3 separate regions of the Sus scrofa genome follow, and regions 1 and 3 are each linked to region 2. A link is a contact called in public HiChIP or PLAC-seq data. All regions are on one chromosome and are shown on one strand. The core of a region is the stretch at or near the end of the contact, and the rest is flanking DNA. Distances in the headings are between cores, read along the strand shown.

The links. HiChIP or PLAC-seq counts read pairs in DNA pulled down with a chosen protein or histone mark.
Region 1: an H3K27ac HiChIP or PLAC-seq map of alveolar macrophages shows a contact between it and region 2. The contact joins two enhancer-like sites. A contact is called at or near these places in 22 of 47 Hi-C or Micro-C datasets (alveolar macrophages, blood, embryonic fibroblasts and 13 more) and 2 of 2 datasets of contacts at active chromatin or transcription factors (alveolar macrophages and skeletal muscle).
Region 3: a contact with region 2 is called in an H3K27ac HiChIP or PLAC-seq map of alveolar macrophages. The contact joins the promoter of POLR2K here to the enhancer-like site in region 2. A contact is called at or near these places in 2 of 5 promoter capture datasets (fetal skeletal muscle and liver), 25 of 47 Hi-C or Micro-C datasets (alveolar macrophages, blood, brain and 15 more) and 2 of 2 datasets of contacts at active chromatin or transcription factors (alveolar macrophages and skeletal muscle).

The regions. Positions count from the first base shown.
Region 1 is chr4:36,710,073-36,712,772 of Sscrofa11.1, reverse strand. It overlaps RNF19A (ring finger protein 19A, RBR E3 ubiquitin protein ligase), which reads right to left. Exons shown (of 9, transcript NM_001038006.1): 3 at 1,674-1,818; 4 at 696-858. Among named protein-coding and RNA genes, the nearest start is that of RNF19A, 21 kb to the right of the region's middle. Within about 2 kb of position 1,427, at least 1 of the 83 cell types and tissues checked has an H3K27ac peak or open chromatin away from gene starts, as enhancers often do. A contact at or near this core is called in alveolar macrophages, where this site is marked.
Region 2 is chr4:36,420,644-36,423,343 of Sscrofa11.1, reverse strand. All of the region lies in intron 1 of ANKRD46 (ankyrin repeat domain 46), which reads right to left. Among named protein-coding and RNA genes, the nearest start is that of ANKRD46, 21 kb to the right of the region's middle. Within about 2 kb of position 1,398, at least 2 of the 83 cell types and tissues checked have an H3K27ac peak or open chromatin away from gene starts, as enhancers often do. A contact at or near this core is called in alveolar macrophages, where this site is marked.
Region 3 is chr4:36,851,329-36,854,028 of Sscrofa11.1, reverse strand. POLR2K (DNA-directed RNA polymerases I, II, and III subunit RPABC4) reads left to right here and starts at 1,407. Exons shown (of 4, transcript XM_003355012.5): 1 at 1,407-1,547.

The DNA.
Region 1 (2,700 bases), core at 178-2,677, 290 kb before region 2:
TTAGGCCGGTGGCAACTCTTGGGTGTTCAAACTTCCACAAAATTGCTGTAATCTACAAAACAGCATGTTTACTAATAGCAGTAATCTGAGGGAAAAAAGCTTTAAAGTCAGAAATAATTCAGGAACTGGCTAATTATTCTTTGCCTGAGGACAAATATGTTATTTATCTATTATTTTTTATAGACCTGACTTTACAAGGACATACCTATGAGAAAAATGTTAGGTACATATCCTTTAATATTTTATATGTAAAGTTGATTTATAATGCAAATTTTTACTGACATTTTCAGATTCCCATCATTTTATTTAATTTTTAATTTTAATTTTTTTTATTTCCCCAATACATTATTTTCTTTCCTACTGTACAGCATGGTGACCCAGTTGTATACATTCTTTTTTCTCACATTATCATGCTTCATCATAAGTGACTAGACATAGTTCCCAGTGCTACACAGCAGGATCTCATAATATTCTGATCATTTTAAAGCAAATCTACTTTTTAGGCATACATATAAGCTTGCCAAACACTGGAAAGTTATTATCTTAAAAAAATAATTGTTTAATATTTAAGATACTAAAGATGACCTTTGTCTTTCAAAACAAACAAACAAAAATAGAAGCAAAGCAAAACCATCAATGCTAAATCTGAAGGTTTAAAGTAAGATAATAAATTAACAAGGAAGTGAGCATTTTACCTTACGGCCCACATACACAGGAATGCCAATAATCATTGCAGGGATAGCAATGCCAGCTATTAAAGCAATTCCTACAGGAGCACCAACAAGTGTTCCCAGCTGCCACAATATTTTCTTTTTTCGGCTCCAGGGTTTCTTCCCCCAAAAAGTACATCCTGATGGACTAAGGAAAAAAAATTATAATGTAAAGTAAAAGCTGCAAAACATCACAATAACAATTTACTACCATACATTCAGCAGTGACCATAACAGAATTCTCAAACTTGAGAACGAATTTTTTCCTCCCTTTCTTTGAATTCTAAGTTCATTAAAAGCCAAAGGGAAAAAAAATAAGGTAAGAAACATCACAAATTATATTAAAAGCATACTGATAAACGGGACTCAGGTTAAATATTTATTCATATTCCTCCACTGGCTTCAAAGCTTTAGGTTATTTTAAGGGTAAATTAATGCAAAATATGCTTATTTTATCCCTGTTTTAGGCAGAGAATTATAAACTCCCTCTGTGGCCTAAATGAATACATTTATATGTGGGAAAAATCAATGAAAATATTTATGACCTAGCATAATTACATGGGGTTTTAAATGCTAGCATTCTAGTTTAACAAAAAACAAAGCCAAATAAAAACAGAAATTTCTTATTTCCTCTTTTTTTTTGGCCACACCCCTGGCATGCACTGAATCCAAGTCACAGCAGTGACCCAAGCCTTAGCAGTGACAATGCTGGTTCCTTAACCAGCTAAGCTACCAGGGAACTCCTCTATTTCCTATTTTTGACTGTTTATTAATCCCAAATGACTAGCACAATAATTGGGTTCATGTTAAATTTATATTACCAAAATAAAACAGATTCCTTTAAGTATCTTATAGATTCCAAGTTTAAAAATACTTTGGATAATGCTTTTTCCAAAAAAAGTCCTTTTCATCCTACAATACAGAATTACAGTTAGGTACAAATAGCCCCTTATATAAGCTTACCTTAGATAATGCAAATCTGAGATTTCTTTCATACACAACCAACAAAACTCACAACCACAGACAGCACATGTCATGTGATTACAGCTCCCATCATTCATCTTTATTATATAAGCAGCACATCGTGGACATGGCTTTATATCATCGGCTATTAAGAAAACAGACATGTTTAATATGTAAAACTGGTCTACAAATAACAATTTCTAGTAGATAACTGCAGCGCTGCCAAAAAAACTTAACACATACAGTGTGTTAATGAATAGCTTTACCCTGCTATTTTTAGTATATAAAGCACCTCCTTTTGAGGAAAGGAACATTTTTTACATTAAAATTTCAAATTGTAAACATTTTTTCAAACAGTAGCAGGACAATGAGAACAAAAAATAACAAAATAATAATATGAGAAATAAGGGTGTTTCTGCTGTGGCCCAGTGGGTCAAAAATCTGACTATAGTCAGCTTAGGTTTCTGTTGAGGTGTTAGTTCGATTCCTGGCCCAGCGCAGTGGGTTAAAAGGATCTGGTGTTTCCACAGCTGTGGCTTGGGTAGCACCTGCAGCTTGGATTCAGACCCTGGCTGGGAACTTCCATATGCTGCGATGCAGCCAAAAATTAAAAAAAATAAAATTTAAAACAAGAGAGAAACGAGAACCAAGGACAGCTCGAGGCAAACTGTGCACAATATAAAGTTTGTCTCTGTTCCTACCCTACAACTGTCTTCAAAGAGCAGCACTTCATGCTCTAGAACTTTTCTAACCATCTCCACTTAAATAAAAAGTAGCAATTCTGTGTATTATTCCTTTAACGAATGAACACTAACAGAAAGTGAAAATTCGATGGTAATCTGAAGCAGTGTGAGTTTACTTCTCTTTTCTAAGTAACATCAAATGTAAGCACTCTAAAAATAATAATACAGATATCTGTAGAACAGCAGCCTTTTTCTTGTATTTTAATTCACACAATATATAGATGGCCCTTGTAAAGAATCAGAACCCAGATAAAACAGAGGACGTAAGAGGTCAAGGAAGGGTT
Region 2 (2,700 bases), core at 149-2,648:
GCACAAGACTATGTTCTTACGAGAAATTTAAGTATTACTATGAAATTTTTACAGCTGTAAGGGCCATCCAGGATCATCTAACCTGAATCATCTAATTCGATCTCCCTGTTTTACAGGAAAGGCTACTGAGAGCCAGAGAGACCATTAACTGTACAACCATCATCTCTAAGGTTCTAGCCTTATTCATGATTTATGGTAGAAATATAAGGTACATCATCTTCAACATAACGGGTTTTCACAATTCTCCTATAATATGTTTCCATTCGTGCTCCAAATTATGTGCTAGATGAAGCTATCATTTACTGCATCCTTAATATAAATGTCCCATTCCAGTGACATAAGATGGTGGACATTCGACTATACAACCCTAGGCTATACAACCCCAGAGAGGATCTAGTAAGCGTCTCTGAGGTGTAGTCTGATTGCTTGTGAAGGCAGGCTAATCACTCTAGTCCAGGCTCTATGATGTTTATACTCGTGGCCTAGGTAGATCCTTAGAATTCAGGAATTCCCTACACATCACTATTAGACCCACATCTTACCCCATTCATTCCAAACCCTAAGGACCCTAAGAATATACAGTGAAAAAATGACTGAAAAAAGGCCTAAGGGCCTAACTTAACCAAATCCTTAGAAATGGCATGTTTATGTATAGACACCTTATGGAGTGTCAGGTATTTCCTCTTTCTCCCCCCTGGAAATAAGAATTAAGGAGGAGACCTTTGGTAGGAAGTGAGTACAGAGTTTTAGTAAAAGAGCTGAGGAGTATCTGAGGCTTTAGAGGGAGGCTTAGGAGTTCCCACCATGGCTCAGCAGTAATGAACCCGACTAGTGTCCATGAGAAGTGGGTTCCATCCCTGGCCTCACTCAGGGGGTTAAGGATCTGGCATTGCCATGAGCTGTGGTGTAAGTTGCCAACTTGGCTTGGATCCTGCGTTGCTGTGGCTGTGGCACAGGCTGGCAGCTACAGCTCTGTTTTGACCCCTATCCTGGGAACCTCCATATGCCACAGGTGTGGCCCTTAAAAGATAAATAAATAAATAAATAGAACCTTAATTCTTTTCCTGCTATCTCTCCTTTGGACTGTGGTAGCCTATTTGGTAGCCTATTTGGGGGAGGTACCTTTTGATACCCCAAGAAAAGAAAGGAGTGAGGTATATGCTTAGAAATGGCTCTGGGTTCAAGAACGAAATAAGAATTTTTTTTTTTCCTACAAGGTTTTTAATGTTTTTTTTTTATTCCCAGCTCGTGAGGATAAAAATAAGCAAAGGGTTACAAGGAGAAGTTGTATTTTTGGGCTGGAGATTTCCTTACGCTGCCACTTAGGAACCTAAGTGGTAGGGCAAGAAGTGGGAGTTGCCAGTACTGTAAAGCAGAAGTGAATCAGCAGTCCTCACAGCTTTGTCGCTTCTTAAGAGCGGAACAGTAATTTCAAGTTGGGACAATAAATCCAGCAATCCTCTTTCTGACAGAGCCCTGGCCCCCACACAGCCTCTCCTGGTAAAATGGCAGATGTGGAAGGTGGCTCAAGTTTACATCTGTATACTCAGGTTCTAGGGACCTTTTCAGAAACGGGAATAGGGGCTGACAAATCCGCCGTATCAGTTTCCCATGGAACTATTCTGATGGACCGCCCAAGACCACCAGGTCACTGTGACCACCAAGGGAAGGAGTGGTCAGGGATGAAGGGCTGCACATTTTAATATCTACATGGCTCTTGTAGATTAGCTCTCTTTTGGGAAATGTCATCTCAATAGAGTGTTTTTCCTTAACACTGTCAATTAAAATTGTTTGCTAGATTTAGCAAATACAACCTTCATTTTCCTTCTGGTCCTTATTTTTGGTCTCTCGAAATGATTTAGCATTTTGTCATTTGGCCTGTGACAGATAGTAAGGAGACTGGGAATAATATGGCAAATGCCATCATTTAAAAAAAATTTTTTTTTCTGTATGAACTGTAGATAGCGTCATGATGTACTATAAAATTGTTAGAGTTCTTTTTTAAAACGGTGAACAACTGCTACTTTAAACTTTTCTCCTTGTACTCCAGAGAACTGCATTGTCAAGCAAAGATAATTATGATAAGAAAATTATTCTTTAAAATACTATGAAAAGATAATTACTTCATGGTCTTCAAACAGCAGATGGGAGAATAAATGTCTTATATTTAGATAAATGAAACAAATTACATTCTCAGAATTAATAAGCTTTGGATTTGGGAAAATGATCTAGGAAATTAGCATCTTAAACTGTAGAAAAGTGTTAAGAACAGATACAAAAACAAACTAAAGGCGGAGTTCATGCAGTGGATCGTTGGCATCTTAGAAGTTCTGGGACACAGACTGGATCCCCAGCCAGGCACAGTGGGTTAGGGATCCGGCATTGCCACAGCTGCAGCTTAAGTCATAACCACAGCTTGGATCTGATTGCTGGCCCAGGAATTCCATATGCCTCCAGGTGGCCAAAGAAAAAACAAAAGAAAAAAATAAACAAAAAGAAATATCTTTCAATTGATATGTGTCCTTTGCCCTAAGGTGAATCTCTAATAGGCAGCATATTGTAGGGTCTTGATTTTTTTATCCTTTGAAAATTATAATGCAATATACAAATATAAGATGCTAAATTTTTTGCTTAGTGTCCCAATAAAAGTTCACTTTAAAAAAGTTTAATCTGGAGTTTCTGTTGTGGCCCAGCAGAAAC
Region 3 (2,700 bases), core at 158-2,657, 430 kb before region 2:
CCAACATGAACTCTTGTTGAAATTCTGGATCTCCTTGCTACAACTTGTCTTTACTCTACCCCTCTGTAGGGTCCCAGGAGCCGTTTGTATTCTGCATGTGTTAATTCCTCCTGATCTCCATAGACTGCATTAAGTGCCAGCATCTTCTTGAAATCTCAAGCTTGAGAGTTGGAATCCAGGTCAGCTTGCAATGATTAAAGTTATACTTTTTGGATCACTCCATAATCTTTCTCTTATGATAACAATGGTTTTATCTAATACTTCTTGGAGCAAAGCTTATTTTGATTCTTCTTTTGGGTTACCTCTTCCCTTTGGCTGACAGGAGAGATATTTTTTAAGATGGTCAAAATACTTGTATGTTCTGTCTTAGCCTGTCTGTGGAGGAAGAAGCAGGACACTCCACTGTGTTTCCTGAAATTTTTACAACAGGGAGCTAAGAAGACTGGGAAGATTGAGTTAAATCTCTCAAGTTGGTCTGTGGAGGTGCCGGCAGTTGGAACTCCTCCTGGAAGTGTAATGCGAAGCTCAAAGTTCCCAAGTTTCCGTATGGAAGACCAGAGAGCAGTATTGCCTGCTTAATAAGAAACCAAAATAATGCATGTTGGGAAGAAAGAAACCTGCTTCTCCAATTAACTGTAATAGATAACGAATATGTATTTTCTAAATTGTAACAACTTCATTTTCTTCCTCTCATTCTGATATTAGTAAAATGCCTGCTATGAAAGAAGCAAACGAATGTAAATGTGTACATCCAACGATAATGTCTCACTAATAGTTTGATCTTTGAAAGGATTCCACTGAGCAGGTCGTTTTGTTCTTCTAGAGAATACATGGGACCAAAGGAGGGTCGGTAAACAGCCACCACTACCTAAATCCCTCAGCTTTAAGTGGCAGTAGTTGGATGTAGCTGCCTGCAAGTCCGCCTGTGCTTTAAAACGAGTAAAAGGAGAGGCTGAGAAGGATGACAGGTACCTAAGTGAGAAAGGGTCGAAAAGCAAACATTATGCAAAGGGCAGGAGGCGGCTGTTCCACTGCCGGCGGCACAGGTATTAAAACGATCTGAAATCCATAATCTGAAAACTGCTCTTCTACGTGGAAATCAGCGGTGAAACCGATACTTCCACGTTCTTTGGAGTAACGGTCAGCCCAGGGATTCCATGAGCACTTCACTTGGGTATCTAACGCTCTGACCTCTTGGAAAACTGTTACTTTCTGCGGCCTTCATTTGTCATAGAAACAAACCTCCTTCGACCTGAGAAACTGCTAAAATTCTTTGCCTCCCCGAAAAATGAAAATAGTTGGGAGCCAAATAAGAACCTCTACAGAGCGAATCAAACATACATAATTCCAATTTAACTGCCCGCGCTCAATCCGGGTTCTTCGGCCACTCCTTGGGCGGAAGGGGCGGAGACTACATCCTGCGTCATCTGCCAGTGCCGGAAGTGGGCTGACACACAGCGGCCTCAGGAATCTGTTAGGGAGCCTCGGGAAGTTTCTCCGTGTTCCGTGGGTAGGGGTTTGGCGGATTGGCGGTTTGGGATTGGAAGGTGAGTGTTTGGGCCAAAACTGGAAAGATACTAGGGGTTACAGGAGGTCCGGTGTGGGATTAGAGTCGAGAGAGGCTGGGGATGGAGTCGATGCTGTTAGCCCTTTGGCTTGTTTAGCTGTTGGGTTGTCTGCCTTTTCAGCTGTTAGGAGTTATTTCATTATTTTTCCCTTTTCTTCGGTTCGCATGTTTTCCTGTTGAGGGGTATAGTTTTTTGGCAATTTCTTGCTAAATTTTGGGAAAATTTCACTTGTGGGAGTTCCCCTTGTGGCGCAGCGGAACTGAATCAGATGAGTATCCTTGAGGATGCGGATTCCATCCCTGGCCTCGCTCTGTGGGTTAACGACCCAGCGTTGCCTTGAGCTGTGGTATAGATAGCAGACGGGGCTCGGATCCCGCGTTGCTGTGGCTGTCAGGCCTATTGGACCCCCTAGCCTGGAACTTCCACATGCCGCGGGTGGAAAAAAAAAAAAGAGAGAGAGAGAAAGAAAAAGAAAAATTGGAGTTCCCGTCGTGGCGCAGTGGTTAACGAATCCGACTAGGAACCATGAGGTTGCGGGTTCGGTCCCTGCCCTTGGCTCAGGGCAGGGTTAATGATCCGGCGTTGCCGTGAGCTGTGGTGTAGGCTGCAGACGCGGCTCGGATCCCACGTTGCTGTGGTTCTGGCGTAGGCCAGTGGCAACAGCTCCTATTCGACCCCTAGCCTGGGAACCTCCATATGCCGTGGGAGCGGCCCAAAGAAATAGCAAAAAGACAAAAAAAAAGAAAAAGAAAGAAAAAGAAAAATAGTACTTGTACTCGTGTTAAATGAAAACCAGAGCTTCGCAGTCAGATCTAAATTCCTCTGCCTTTTAACTACTGAATAATCCTGACCAAATTAACCTTCCCTAAATCTTAGTTTCTTGATCTGTTCATTAAGAGTAATTATTTAACCGCCTAGAATTGTTGTAGAGATTATAATGAAATAGCATGTGTAAATATGAAATCTGTAAAGTGTTTATGGAGTCCAGTTTGGGGGTAAATGCAAAATGCTTATTTGTGGGTTTGATTCATTCTTTAGAACCAGCGGTAGGATTTTTAAAAAGTACGGATTAGGAATTGGGAACTTTTTAGCTTTTTAGCTTTCCCTGAGAAAAATAAGGCATGATTGGATT